Linked DNA regions of Mus musculus: all the other regions are linked to region 3. The links are chromatin contacts, called in public promoter capture Hi-C maps. All regions are on one chromosome and are shown on one strand. Each heading gives the region's core, a stretch centred on a gene start, on an enhancer-like site or on the middle of the called end of the contact. The rest is flanking DNA. Distances are from core to core; before and after follow the strand shown.

What was found. Promoter capture Hi-C pulls out the DNA fragments that hold promoters and counts their contacts.
Region 1: a contact with region 3 is called in a promoter capture Hi-C map of pre-B cells, with 4 times the contacts expected there. The contact joins the promoter of Kmt2d here to the promoter of Endou in region 3. A contact is called at or near these places in 2 of 39 promoter capture datasets (the 3T3-L1 cell line and pre-B cells).
Region 2: a contact with region 3 is called in a promoter capture Hi-C map of pre-B cells, with 6 times the contacts expected there. The contact joins the promoter of Wnt1 here to the promoter of Endou in region 3. A contact is called at or near these places in 2 of 39 promoter capture datasets (the 3T3-L1 cell line and pre-B cells).
Region 4: a contact with region 3 is called in a promoter capture Hi-C map of pre-B cells, with 3 times the contacts expected there. The contact joins the promoter of Arf3 here to the promoter of Endou in region 3. A contact is called at or near these places in 2 of 39 promoter capture datasets (the 3T3-L1 cell line and pre-B cells).
Region 5: a promoter capture Hi-C map of pre-B cells shows a contact between it and region 3, with 2.7 times the contacts expected there. The contact joins the promoter of Prkag1 here to the promoter of Endou in region 3.

What each region holds. Positions count from the first base shown.
Region 1 is chr15:98,869,780-98,872,479 of GRCm38.p6, reverse strand. It overlaps Kmt2d (lysine (K)-specific methyltransferase 2D), which reads left to right and starts at 1,275. Exons shown (of 55, transcript NM_001033276.3): 1 at 1,275-1,466.
Region 2 is chr15:98,788,432-98,791,131 of GRCm38.p6, reverse strand. It overlaps Wnt1 (wingless-type MMTV integration site family, member 1), which reads right to left and starts at 1,275. Exons shown (of 4, transcript NM_021279.4): 1 at 840-1,275; 2 at 15-268. The coding sequence starts at 943.
Region 3 is chr15:97,729,986-97,732,685 of GRCm38.p6, reverse strand. It overlaps Endou (endonuclease, polyU-specific), which reads left to right and starts at 1,281. Exons shown (of 10, transcript NM_001168693.1): 1 at 1,281-1,471. The coding sequence starts at 1,417.
Region 4 is chr15:98,761,855-98,764,554 of GRCm38.p6, reverse strand. Arf3 (ADP-ribosylation factor 3) reads left to right here and starts at 1,437. Exons shown (of 5, transcript NM_007478.3): 1 at 1,437-1,575. It overlaps LOC115488470, which reads left to right and starts at 2,509. Exons shown (of 1, transcript XM_030248862.1): 1 at 2,509-2,700. The coding sequence starts at 2,643.
Region 5 is chr15:98,830,216-98,832,915 of GRCm38.p6, reverse strand. Prkag1 (protein kinase, AMP-activated, gamma 1 non-catalytic subunit) reads left to right here and starts at 1,408. Exons shown (of 12, transcript NM_016781.2): 1 at 1,408-1,486. The coding sequence starts at 1,478. It overlaps Kmt2d (lysine (K)-specific methyltransferase 2D), which reads left to right. Exons shown (of 55, transcript NM_001033276.3): 55 at 1-1,247.

The sequences.
Region 1 (2,700 bases), core at 26-2,525, 1.1 Mb before region 3:
GATTGTCCCCCAGCCAAAGAAAGGAGTTCCAAGGGTCAGTGACTTTAGGGAACAGAATTAAAAAGTGGCCAGAATCCTAGCTTTACCACCCAGAAGGTAAAGGAGGCAGCTCCTGGGCCGTGGCGAAGAAGAGGGGGGCTTTATTCCCACGTGTCTGCCCGGCGGCCAGCCTGGCGCAGTCGGGGTTAATCTGCAGCGGAGGGATCCCGGAGCGTGTGCGTAGAACTGCAGAGTCACAGCCTTTCCTCCAAGAGGGCTGTACCCCTCCGCCGCCCCGCTCCAACACAAAATAGGGCCTCCTCTTCTCCTTTCTCCCCTTCTCGAGTGGGGTTCCCCAGGCAAAAGGGCCCCCTGGATCTCGCGCCGGACGCTCCACGAGTCTCTACGATCGCTGCCCAGCTCCAAGGCGAGGAAAGAGCCTCTTCGCAGGAACCACCCTACCGGCCGAGCAGGAGGCGGAGGGGGGAGGCGGAGCGGCGCCGCGCTGCACTACTTTCCTCTCCGGTTGCAAATGGCTGCCTCGTTCCCCACTTTCCGCTCAGTTTCCTGACCCCCCGGCGCCGGGAGCCGGGGTTGGACCATGCACCTCTAGACCCCCCGCGATCAGTGCCTGCCGGGGGTCTAGGGGGTGCCGCTGACCACAGGCGGCCAGGCCGGGGGCGGGGCAGCTCCCGAGGCCAGAGGGGAAGGGAGGCGAGCGCTGGGCCTGGAGCGGCCGGAGGGGAGCGGGCAGAGGGCTCGCACCGCCCGCCCCTTCCTCTTCCTCGCCCACCAACCCTCCTCCCTTCCCCGGGGGGAGCAGAAGGTGGGGGGCTCGAAGCCGCCGAGGGGGGACGCTCGGGGTCGCGGAGCCCGGCGCTGGGTGTGTGTCAGGTTCGGCCCCGCCGGCTCCGCGTCGCCGTAGCTCGCGCGGCCCCGGGGCGCCGGCCCGGCGGGGAGAGGGGCTCGGCGCGGCTGCGAGGGGCTCACGTTCCATCCGGGCCCGGCGCGCGGCGCGGCGCGGCGCGGCATTCCTTCCGGGCTGCTGGGGAGGCGCCTCGACGTTCCATCTGGAGAGCCTCGACGTTCCGCCCGAGCCCGGCGCGGGCGGCCGGGGCGCTGGCCGGGCCCTAGGACTGAGAGGCCGCCCCGCGACGCGGATGCGGAGCCTGCTCGCCCAAGATCAAAGCCACCGGTGCTCTCTTTGTGTCCGCTCGGGATTCGCCGCCCTGGGGCTGTTCATGGAAACCTAAACTGCTGGAACCTGAGGCAGAGAACCCCTGTTGGATTTTTGCTTTTTTTTTTTTTTTTTTTTTTAAACCCCCGGGGGAAGGGTGACCACTCCGACCTGGATTTACCGTTCTTGGTCTCCCTAAGCCCCCCCGAGTGGGGGGCGGCTGTGCTCGCTCTGGCGGTTGGAGGTCGGGGAGCGGCCCGGGCTCTGGCCATGTTCTCGGATGAGGATTTCTGGATCGCCCTGTGAAGAGGTGAGTGAAGTCCGCCCGGCCTGGGCCCAGAAAGGGTTGGACTAGGGGCACAGCCAGATGGACTATCTTGGCCGGTGGCTGGCCTTTAGGTTGGAGAAAGGGGTGCCAGAGCTGGGGAGGGTTCCTTTGGCAGGGTCTGTCAAGGGAATCTGAGCCAGTTGCCACGGCAGAACCGAGGCCTGGTTTCTTGGGGTGTGCCTCTTTAAAGATTGGGGGTTCAGGGAACTACAGGAGTTTGGGAACATGTCCAGATAGCCTCTCTGCCTGTTTATTTTTGTGTTGAGGGAGTTCGACCAAACTAGGACCCAGGCCCTGATGCCAACACCAATCCCAGGCTGTTGTCCCCCACCCCCACCCCCAGGGTTCCTTGGGACAGAGCAACTTGGTGGGGGGATGCCACTGCCAGGTCCCACATACTGCCAGATTGGACTTTAATGTTGTTCCTACCTACCTGGGCACCCAAAACAATCCGTGGGAAACTCAAGGAGCCCTGAGTCCTTCACCCGGGAGGTGGGGGGGGGGGGGGAGGGTGGGTGGAAACTGGTGCGATGAAGAGGGGAGCTGGGGCATGAAGGAGGTGGGGCTGGGGCAGCTCTGCCCCTGCTGTTCAACTTAACTACTCTGCCTGGCAAAGTGACCCCAGCAAGGCCTAGTGGTGTCTTAGCCTGCTTCGTTTCCCCTCCTCTTGGGATGGACATAATCTCCGGGGGATTATAGAGGAGGCCGTTGAGATCTGTTCTCTACGAATGTGGGCTGCAAAAAAATGGCTTTTGTCTCTTGCTTTCTCTGGGCCTAGTGTAGAGTTAGCTGCCCATGAGTCCCTGGCCAATCCTGAAAGCCCCCGCCAGATCTCTACAATGCTTTTCTGGCTACGGAATGGTAAATAGTTCTCAGGTGCTGCCCCGGCTCTGCAGAGTAGGCTAGCTTGTGCCTCTTTGATGGAGAAATGACTTTATTTGTGCTCTTTTCTGCTGGAAGCCAGTGTTTCCAGCCCTGGTAGGAGGTGCTGGGGAGAAGGGGTGTGTATCTACAGCAGGAAGGGTGCAGCATGAGCCTCCCGCCTCAGCCTCTGGGCCCCGGGCTGGGGACAGCCTCTCTCACACCTGTCATGTTGCCCAGCAGGGATTTGGCTAGTGCATTTTGCGCCCTCATTCCACCCCCTCCAAAATACATTTGCTAGGTCTCCTTGAGTATTGTCTCAGAAAGGGGAAAGCAGGGGGTTTGCCCTTGAAAG
Region 2 (2,700 bases), core at 26-2,525, 1.1 Mb before region 3:
TCCTGGGCACCCACCTCGGTTGACGATCTTGCCGAAGAGGTGGGGCCCCGGAGCAGTGGGGCAGTTCCAGCGGCGGTTTCGGAATTGCCATTTGCACTCTCGCACAGCGCTCTGGAGCCCTCCACTCACGCTGTGCAGGATCCCCGGGTTCTGTCGGATCAGTCGCCGCTGCTTGCGGCTCAGCAGCTGCAGACTGGGCTCGAGCACCAGCTGCAGACTCTTGGAATCCGTCAACAGGTTCGTGGAGGAGGCTATGTTCACGATGCCCCTGGCGGGATGCATAAGGGTTCAGTCCAGGGGAGGGGACCTGCATCCTAACCATACAGGCTGTACCACCCTATCCTTGCCTGGCCCTGAGCTCCAGAGTCTAGTGAGTGGACAGAAAAGGCATGGCTACCTTAGCTCTTCCTTTCTTCAAGTCAGCCCCCGAGGAGAAACCCCACCTGCAGCCTTGCCCACCTTGAAAAACTTAGGAATTCCACTCCCTCACCTCAAAGCTAATATCTGGTTTTTTTTTTTTTTTTTTTTTTTTTTTTGGTTCAAGACCTAAGGGACACCTGAGCACCCACCACAGCGAGGTTGGGACCTGTTGCTCAGCAGAAACGGGGTCGTATTAAATGGGAATGGTCTCTGAGCCTGGTGTATCTGGGCTTCTGCATGCCAATGATGTGCCCCCACTTCAGCAGAGCTAGTTCTAGGTGTGAGCACCCTGGATGTGAAGTCACAATGCACGAGGGGGGTCTGTAGGTTGGTGATCCCCACAGCGTGGGAGCTGGGTAAGGCCCGTGCCTGGCTCTTTGCCCCAGGACAAGTGGCGGACCCCGTACTAGCTCACTTACCACCATCGGCCACTACTGTTGGCAGCCAGGGCTGCGGGCAGAGCGGTCAGTGCCAGTAGCAACGTAGTAGAAACCCAGCTGGGCAGCAGCGCCCAGAGCCCCATGGCCTGCCTGGCCTTGCTGGTTCTGTGCTGCGGTTCTGACGACTGTGGTTGCTGTCCGCGACGGTGGGACTGGACACAGCGGTGAGGGCAGTGATGCGAGTTCCCAGGCTGGCTCTAATAAGTCTGGAGGCGGGCCGCAGGCAGCATGGTTCGCTGTCCTGGCTGCTGGGCTGAAGCAGCCACTGCGGGAGGCACCGCCTCTTATAGGCCTCTTATAGTTGCGGCGCTGACTGCAGTGAGAAGAGGCTGCCCCTCCGGGCCCGGGCGGCACTAAAAGCACCAGGGCGCACTGGTCAGGGCCACAGACAATGAGTGGCGAGCGAAGCTGTGGCTCTTGCCGGTCTGAGCAAAGAGCTGACAGGCTAACCGTCGGGGCTCACCCCCGCCCCCTGCCTGGTGGCCCCCGCCTCCAGGTCTGCACTGGCCGCCGACCCCTCCCCTTGGGATGGCCTCCCACGCGCGCCGGCCTCACTCTTCTGCGCGTCCGGAGCCCGTCGGGGACCAGCATCCGCCAGGGGGCGCGGAGACAATGCGCTGGGGACAACCTGTTTGCAGCCTGGATTGCCTCCCCCACACGCGCCGGTGGGGCTGTCCTCTCGAAGTCCGTCTCCTCTGTCCCCCCTACGCTGTGGTCTCTTCTCTTCCCTATTCTGAATGGCAGGATGAAAGTTGTGGTTCTAGCCAGCGACTCCGTGGAGACACTTCCTCACCCAGGAACCCCGACGGCTGGACAGAGAAGGAAAAGAAGGAGACAGAGCATGGGTGGAGCTGTGGTCAGGGATTCCCGGGCGTGGGGTGTAGGGGTAGGCTGAGCAAACCGAGCTGGTGGCAGTGAGAAACTCAGAAGCGCCCAGCAGTTTGCCTCTGTGGGCTAGGGGGAGTGTAAGCGTCGGTGTGTCACCCGTGAGATTAAGTCAAAGTGTACATGTGTTCTGAGGGTGCACGCTCCTGTGTATTGGTGTATCCAGAAACTTCTAACGAAGAACATTTTGAGCCCTTTCCAAATAATTGTGTAATTTGGCTCAGGACAGGGAGAGCATGAAGTCATTTTGTTACAGTCACCACTTAACGCAGTGTATCAGGAAGGAGGTGGGGCTGTGACAGGAGACGTCCAGAAGGCTGCAATTGTGTTTGCAGGTGGGTGCATGAGTGTGTGTGTGTGTGTGTGTGTGTGTGTGTGTGTGTGTTTGTGATTAACGACGTGCACTCATAGGTGTCATTCTGTCGCTCTGGGTACCTAGTGTCACCCTATGGCACCTTGAGTCAACCTGTGCTTATCATTAGATGTGCTAGTCATGAAGATGAACCGGGCTTGTTTCTCTGGCAACTAGGCTCAGAAAGGATAGGACCACCAGCCGAGTAGCTGTCAGATGGAGCTGAAGACCTGAGGGAAAGAATGCTTGTGGGAAGAAGCTGGCTCCTTTTGGTTTTGTTGTTGCTGGTTTTGTGACCGGATCTTGCTGTGTGACCCTACCTAACATAAAGGTTTAATATGTAGAACCCATGATGGTCCAGTGACTGCTGGGATTACAGGCCTATTCCGCCACCGTACCTGCCCAACTCAAGATGAACATAATTGGGGGGAATGAGAGATGGCTCAGTGGCTAAAAGCACTGACTGCTCTGCCAGAGGCCCCGGACTCTGTTCTCAGCACCCAAGTGGTGGCTTATAGCCACCTGTAACTCCAGTTCCAGGGAATCAGGTGATGTCTGAGCCCCACTGACACCAAGCACACACAGGTGCACGTATACATACAT
Region 3 (2,700 bases), core at 32-2,531:
TGAGCCCTAGCAGCCTTGGCCTCTTTCCCTTAGCATTCTTTCCCCTCACCCTTCACCATGCACCTCCCTGGATCCTTCCCCACGCTGGTCCCAGTTTTCTGGAGTTTCCATAGTGGCTCCCTGGAAAAGCTTGTCAAGATAGAAGCCTAAGTGAGCATCTAGCTGCAAGAGAGCCGAGGAGGGGAAGCGGTGGGGTTCCTAGATGACCAGCAGATAGAAAATCCTGTTGGGGGTGCATTCCACCTTTTCTGGGTGCTTGTATACAATGCTGTGAGCATCCGTCTTAATTAAGGTTTCTATTGCTGTGGTAAAACGACCCGAAACAATTTGAAGAGGAAAAGGTTTAATTTGTCTTACAATCTTCCAGTCACAACTCATCACTGAGGGCAGGAACCTAAGGTAGGAACTTAAGTAGAAGCCATGGAGGAACGCTGCTCACTGGCTTGCTCCCGTGACTTGGTCAGCCTGCTTTCTTATACAACCCAAGACCACGTGGCCAAGGTTGGCACCGCCCACAGTGGGCTGGACCTCCCATGTCAGTCATCCACCATGGAAACGCCTCACGGGTTTGCCTATGGGGGCATCTTCTTCGCAGATGACCCTAACTTGTGCCAAGTTGCTGTAAAACCTAGCCAGAAGGAAATCCAAGTTTCTCCCCAAGTTACCTCTGCGTGAACGAGCTGATGACTGCTGACTTAGTGTCCTGCTGTCTTTCCCTCCAGATCCCTTAACTAATTTTCTCTGTGCTGGTCCATCTTAGGCTATAAAGTCCTAGGGGTTAAGAACGAGATCTGTGAGGGGAGATGAGCAGTCCAGAGAGGATGCACCTCTACCTCTTCAAGCATGATGACACCCAAGGGAAAATCCCACAAGCACTTGGGATCACGGAAGGGATTTCTATACTGAATGAGAAACGCACCAGCTATGTGACCACCGCCATTCGAATGGGAATCTAGAACTACAGTCTCCAGCAGGCCAGGTCTGGGACTGGGGGTAGGTGGGTGTTTAAAATAGATCATCCAAAGAGGAACACATTAGTGCTCCTCACTTGAATAGAGAACCTGCCAAACTAGGTTCATCTTGCTGCGTCTGCTAGTGTGGCCTATTTTCCAGCTACAAATAGCAAGCATTACCTGTTTTAAACATCTGGCATGACCTGCCTGCTTAGTCACCTTCTCTTAGGCTTCAAACAGCTGTGGGGCCCCTCCCCCTCCCCCTCCTCCTCCTCTCTACCTCCTATCCATCTGTGATCCCTCCCTCCCCCCTTTCCTTCCTGGAAGGATCCAGCCACACCAGATCCACAAGTCCTGGTGTCTTTAAAAGGATCGGCCTGAGGGATACGGCTCATCTGGGCACTGTGACGTTCATCTTGATTGTGGTGGGAAGTCCAACGGCCGCTCTGCTGCAGGTGGCATCATGAAGGCCCGTGTTCCTTTTATAGTGGCTATGCTCTGTGGTCTAGCCTGGGCTGGTAAGTCATTCTCTGGTGGGCACGGGCGTAGGCTGGGTTGCCTAAAGAACAGAGTGCTGGGGCATAACAGGATGAATGATGTCCTAACCCAGTGGACCATTTGACCTGCCCTTGCTTGAGGTTGCAGGATCAGGCTCTGAAGTTGGCTAATGATGTGGAGGGATTGCAGAGCTGAGATCTTGGAGGATCAGCTCCAACATCACTAGAAAAACCAGACTCCATACTTGGATGAGGTTTTGTTTTCTTGGGGCTACTACATGGTTTGGAAGGGAAGGAGGTTGCTGAGTTGGGGTTACCTGGATGCCCTTGGTCACTCGCTCTTCAGCTGCCTGGTGATAGGTGGGAGTTAGGAGATGGGTGGGCTCAGGAGGAAACCAAAGCCCCTGACTCAGAGGTGAGCCCTGTCCTACTTGGGAAAGAACAAATGACTGGTTAGTGTGATGGGGTGGGGGTGGGGTTGCCCCAGGTTAGGGGAGCTGAAAGGTAGAGAAGGGATGGGCCTTGCATTTGCAGGTAGTGATGGAAGGAGATGGGGACTGGAAGAGGAAAGGGACACTGTCCTGTTCTGTAACTGTGCAAAAGCTGCTACTGCTGTGTTAATTAGCGACTAGTGGGTGGTAGGGAGGAGAGCCAAGGGAGGGAGCTGAGCTCCAGGAGAGTCAGAGTTCCTGCCATTCCAGCCTCCCAGGGTGTTCCTGCCTCGGACTCTGGACAGGATCTGATAAGTCAAGGCAGGAGGAGCAGTCGAGGGCTCAGCCCGTTGGGACTTGTTGGGTCTGTAGCATAAAGATTTCTAGGAGGAGCTGAATTTTGCGATCTTCCCCATCAGGGGACGCACAGAGAAACCCCAGGGGGATTCCTAAATAGGGAAGGCATGGAGGGGAAAAGCCATTCCCATGGCTCTCAACACTACAGGCATCTCTTCGAGGACTCAGCTCTGCCTAGGGCTGGAATGGAAGAGGAGGAAGGGAAAGAAGAAGAAAGAAGCCTATGTAAGCTCGGGACCTTACCTCAGGTCTGCCCACTGAGGGAATAGAGGAGAGCGTGTGGGACTAACTAGTGTAGGAGGATGGATGGTCAAGGAGCTTGGGATAGGACTGCGTGGGAGACATCTGGTCCTTGGAGGAGGTCCCCGAGGGTATGGCTGTAGTGGTTTTAGAGGTTCAGGCAGCCCTGGGCTACTAGGGCTGAAAGTGATGGTTAGCCTCTGCTGTTACATGGATGGGAGG
Region 4 (2,700 bases), core at 188-2,687, 1.0 Mb before region 3:
ATCACACAGAGCTAGCCTAGAGTGTGCACTGCAGCAGCAGAAACCAGAGATCCTGGCCCAACGAGGGAAAAAAGTCAAGAACAGCGACTCCCAAAAGGTGTCCTCTCTAACCTCCACATCTTGCTAGAGCACAAGTGCACCCGCAATCTCTCATACAAGCACACACACACAGAGTTAATAAATGGAGGGAAAAACGAGCAAAAACCAGAGCTTAACAAAGGCTCTCAACAGCATTGAGTCCTGAGTGGGGACAAATATAATTCTCTTCGTTATAAGCAAGTTCCTTGCTGTCCATCTCTTCGTTAACCATCTCTGGCTGTTCTGGAGCCTGCTCTGTAAATCAGACTGACCTTTAACTCACAGACATCCACCTGCCTCTGCACCCTAGTCTCCAGTGCTGGGATTAAAAGCTTGTGCCACCACCGCCCCCAGCCAGTCCTGTAATTTTTGAGGTAAACAAGAGAAGACAAACTGGTATAAAGGTATAAACCAGAGACAGATGTGACAAGAGATAGATTCTGTTCCCAGCCTATGTTTTGGAGGGAGAGAAGAGTTATAACGCTGCACCAAGCTCTTATACTTGATGCATTTAAAGAACGCAGTGGGGGCTGGTGAGATGGCTCAGTGGGTAAGAGCACCCGTTTCTGGCGAGGACCCTTCTAGCTCAGATTCTAACATAGCTTGTGGCTAGAGTCTCAGGCAGTGTCTCCATCATGTCAAAAGATGAGTGTCAGGGAAGGAAGGCGGGGTCCTGGGTGCGCTTTCCTGGGGATACTAAAATCCAGACTCATCTAGAGAGACTTCATGAGAGCCGCCTCTGAGTTTCTGCCCTCTGCCTTTCAGCCTCAACCTCCTAGACGACCCCATCCAGATGTTTCCTCTAGTATCTGGAATGCATCGTTCTTTCTCCTCTTCCTTTATGGGAAAGGATCTCAGAGAAAGCATCCTTAGGAACTAGGGAGCAGAGCGGATTAGCAGGTGGGGTGCGAGTGATGCGCTGTTTATTTGGAATAAGACTGGACTAGAGCAGGATACAGCAACCGTTTTCATCCTCCATGCTCCACATGGGCTCTGCTTAAGAAACCCCGGAGACTCCCTGGTCCGAGCCCTGTGGCCAGCGCAGCCAGGATGTGGCAAGGTCCCGGAGCTCGCTCTGCTCGGGAGCCTCACCTCAGTGCCCACAGCCCCCTCTACACGCCGTGCCTTCCGATCCTCCAGCCCCCACACAGGCCCCCGCCTAGGCTCAGCTTCAGCACCGGCTGCTTTTGCTGCAGCCGCTGCCATGGTGATGGGTCTCGCGAGAACTGCCGCTCGCTACCGCGCACTTCTCGCGCGATCGTGGAGGTGGGAAGTAGCCCGGGCTGGGGGTGGGTGTTCGCCGCACAGCTCCTGTCGCCGTCGCGGCTTCCGGTGCTAGGTGGAGGGCGGGCAGGAGGGAGCCGGGGAGCGGGCCAGCGGACCATCTTCACCGCGGTCGGGTCGGCTTGCGGAGCGGGAGGCAGCGGCCGGAGAGCCGGGCGGAACCTGCGGGGGCGGAGGCGGCGGTGGCAGCCGCGGCGCAGGGAGCAGGAACAGGTTCGGAGCTGGGGAGGGAAGGCGGGTCCGGGCAGGGAAGAGGCTGGGTCCGGGTGGGAGCCCGAGGCCCCCGGCCGCGGTCCGGCTCGCACCGTCTGGGCGAGGTGCTGGTGTGGGGGGTGATCCTCGCTGAGCTTGGGGACCCCAGCCCCACTCCTGTCCCCGCAGCCGAAGGACGCCGAGCTGGGGTGGGGGCGGGGGGCGCACACGGATTTGTCCTCCGCCTCCCCCGAGGGTGCGACCTGGGCTGCAGAGGTGAGCTTGGGAGGGTTGGGGACGAGGGGGAGGCAGGCTGACCTGTGGGAGGGGGACGCGGGGGCGGTGTGGCTGTTTGGCTCTCTTTTCCTTGGGTTTAAAGGGCTGCGAGGAACGCTGCCTTTTCTCTCTCCCTCCCCCGCCCGAGCTGTGGGGGAACCAAAGAAAAGCCGTGCCGTGCCGTGGTTATTCTCCTCCCTCACCCAGCGCGAGGCGTGGGGGGCCGGGGCTTAGTATCAGGGCCTACTGGTGGGGCTCGGCTGGCTGCGCACGGTCCTCACGGAGGTGGCGCTCTGCTCTGGGGTGTTGGGAAGAGGGCAGCAGGTGGGGAGAGGGTGGAGAGGAGGCTGGAGACGGGGGAGGGGGACCTGAGCTAGCTCGGAGGAGAGAGGTGGGGCCTTCCTCCCCCAGGCGGAGCGGGGGCGGTGTCACCGAAGGAGGGAGCAGCTTGTCACTGGCCCTGAGTTTGTGTCTTCCAATCCGCTTTCTTTCTCTAGGAAGTACCAGGATTCCCGGAACAGAAAATGAAGCCTTTGCTTAGCATGCCAGTCCTTTTTGAAGGAAGGAGGGGGAGGTGGGGAGGTGAAGTTCCCTGTTAAAACCTCAGGGTCCTTTAGTTAAGTCGTAACTCTTTGGAGAGACTTGTTTTTTTTTTTGGGGGGGGGGGAGAGGGTCTCTGGGCCAGGAAGAATGTAGTGGAGGGTTATGTATGTGGTCAGGACTAAGAAGAAAATAGTGAGGTCATTAGGGAGACGGGTAATGTAAAACCCGTCTCTGCCACTGTTGCATTGGGTCACCCTTGGGTCCATGGCATGAAAGTTTTATTGGGAGGAGATCTGCTGCAGGAGTCTGATTGCTTGAGTCATTGCA
Region 5 (2,700 bases), core at 159-2,658, 1.1 Mb before region 3:
GGAGCCAGAGGGTGATGGTGCCCTTATCTTCCTTTCCCTTCCTTTCCCCCCCCAAGCTTGTGCTGCAGACGAACCTCTTCCTGCGGGTAGCGGTAGGGTAGAGGGTGTGTGAGGCCTCAGACCCCTCTCTGGTGGAGCGAGGGGATGAAATGACGCTTCTATGCAGTTCTCTCCTAGGGGCTGTGGGCAGAGGGCATTTTGTAATTACTATTTTCAAGAATCAGATTATCTGGATTGTAGAGATGGGCTGGATGGTGGCAAATGGGCAGGCCTGCTGGAGGGGTAGGGCGGTTGCTGTTGTGATTTTAGGTTTTTGTTTTGTTTTAAATTTGGGGGATTGTGGATTGATGGGGGTAGGGAGATTTTTGGGTTTTTTTTTTTTTTTTTTTTTTTTTTCTGGCCTTTTTTTTTTCTTTTCTTTTCTTTTTTTTTTTTTTAAAGCTGCTTCCTCAACTGTTTCAAGCTGCAAATGTTTGAGAATAACAACTCCCCCACACTCCCACGGAAACCATTGTAATTAGACTAGACAGTGGGAACCTGGGCTTGCTGTCCCCAAAGCCACAGAGCTGAACGGTCTAGGCATTAGGTGGGGGAGATGGTCTCCTGTGAGTCAGGCTCTGGTTGGGGTTTGGGCCCTAGAACTGGGAAAGGAGAAGGGGCAGACTTTGTAAGCATATGCTAGGTATCCGATAGTCCTGTAGAATTTAGTGAAGAAACCTTATACAGTTTTTAATTTTTATATAAACTATAACTCAGACCCACGCTACAAGGTTGGAATTTTGGTTGTTGTTGGTTTTTTTTTTTTTTTTAAAGTACCCTGCCTGTATAATTGCATCAGAATCCCACCCCCAACCCCGCCCCCTGTGTTTGTATTTTGGGTTGGTTTACACTTGCACTCAATTTTCAGTTTCTCCCTTTTTACCTTCTACCTTCACCTCCAGGACCCTCCCCCTTTAAAAAAAAATAAATCGCTGACAAGTGTGAACCCGTGAAGAACTTTCTTTTGTGTTGTGTGTATCCTGTACAGCAAGGTTGGTCCTTCGTGACAACGGATGAAATGGTTCCCTTTTTTAAAGCGCTCTCTCTTCCTCCACCCCCAGCGCCCCTGTCCTTGGCATGTTTTGTATCAGCGATCATTCTGAACTGTACATAATTTATGTTGCGAGAGGCAAAGGGCAAGTTTTGGATTTTGCTTCTTCAAAGTTTGTTTTTAAACGATAAATAAAAAAAGAACATTTTAAATACAAGTGCCTCTGTCCCATGACCCTCGCCGTTGGCCAGATCTTAAGGTCCTGGAGAGCTGGGAGAGGAAGGTTACCCAATAAACCAGGCTCAGCCACCGCCGGAAGGGTGGGTTCCCCGCCTTCCGCCCTGCGGCTGGGGTCTGACGTAGGCGGAAGTGGTGCGCGGCACCGGATGTGGGGCGGGGTCTGGCGCCAGGGAGCTTTCCAAGCTGAGGAACTGGCGGGCGCTAGCAATGGAGTCGGTGAGTGGCGCAGGAGGGCGGCGGGGGGCGCTGTGGAGCCGGAGACCCCCCGCTAGGAGCCGGGGAAGGCCGGCCCGGCTTGGCGCTGGAGTCCGGGACTCCCCTTCCTCTGCTCGGGTGGGCGCCTCTCCTAGGTCTGGGCCACACCCGTGCCCGCCCGCCCGCCCGCCCGCCAGGGGTCCGCGGTACCCTGAGAGATAGGGAGCGGGTTGTGAGCTTGGAGCCCCCTGCCCATGAGTGCCTCAAGTCCTTTCCGAAGTTTGCATGAGAGCGGGGTTGTGATCCCGCGTATTAGGTGAGCGAGCCCGGCTTGCAGGGAGCTCCAGGACCCCGTTTGTGCGATTGCTTAAGCAATTGTTGGCATCCTGCGAGGTTCCATTCCTTTACTAAGCCCGAGAATTGAATTTTCCGCGAAGGAAGGAATCCAGGAGGCCACTGTGTCCCCTGGACAAGTTTAGGTCGTGTCCTGATCAGTGACGCTGTGCATGCGTGTTGACAGCTCGTTCTTGGCGAGCACCGTCGGCTCGGCTCTTTACAGATGCGGTAGGTTTATCTGCTACTTACTTGTTTGACCGACCTCATTCGCAGGAGCTTTCTCTGCCACTCCGAAGGCCCTCCCATCGACTTCCTGCTCCGTAGTTTTTAACCGAGTATCTTCTGAGGGCAGCTTGGGGTTTGTCTTCCCCCACCATATATCCATGTAATACTTGCAGGTTCGCTCTTCTTAGAATTGCGTTTTCTTTGAGTCAGTTACTTGGCCTGGAGTAAATTCTCTCCCCCTCCCCCCCCCCCCGCCCCTTTGTGTGCAGAGGAATAGTGTAACTTAGTTTATAAAGAAGGAAGGATAAAGTGGTAAAATGGTATGCAGGTGGTCCTCTAACCAAGGATTTTGTTTTTCTACAGAGAAAGCATTCTCAGCAAAAGTAGTTTGATTACATTAAATTTAAAACAACACGTTTCTAACTTGTAAATGTATTATTTACATTATAAGTGAACTGTGAGTATATAGTTCTAAAGCAACTTTTCTCTATATTTACGAATTTAGCCCTTTGCTTTATATATACTGGAGTACAGAGAGACAGAGATGAGAGGTACCGGGAAGGCTGTTAGTTAAGGTAGACTGTAGTAAGTACTGTCCTTAGGGCTTTTTTTTTTTCCCCTCCCCTGAGACAGGGTTTCTCTGGGTAGCCCTGGCAGCTGTCCTGGAACTCACT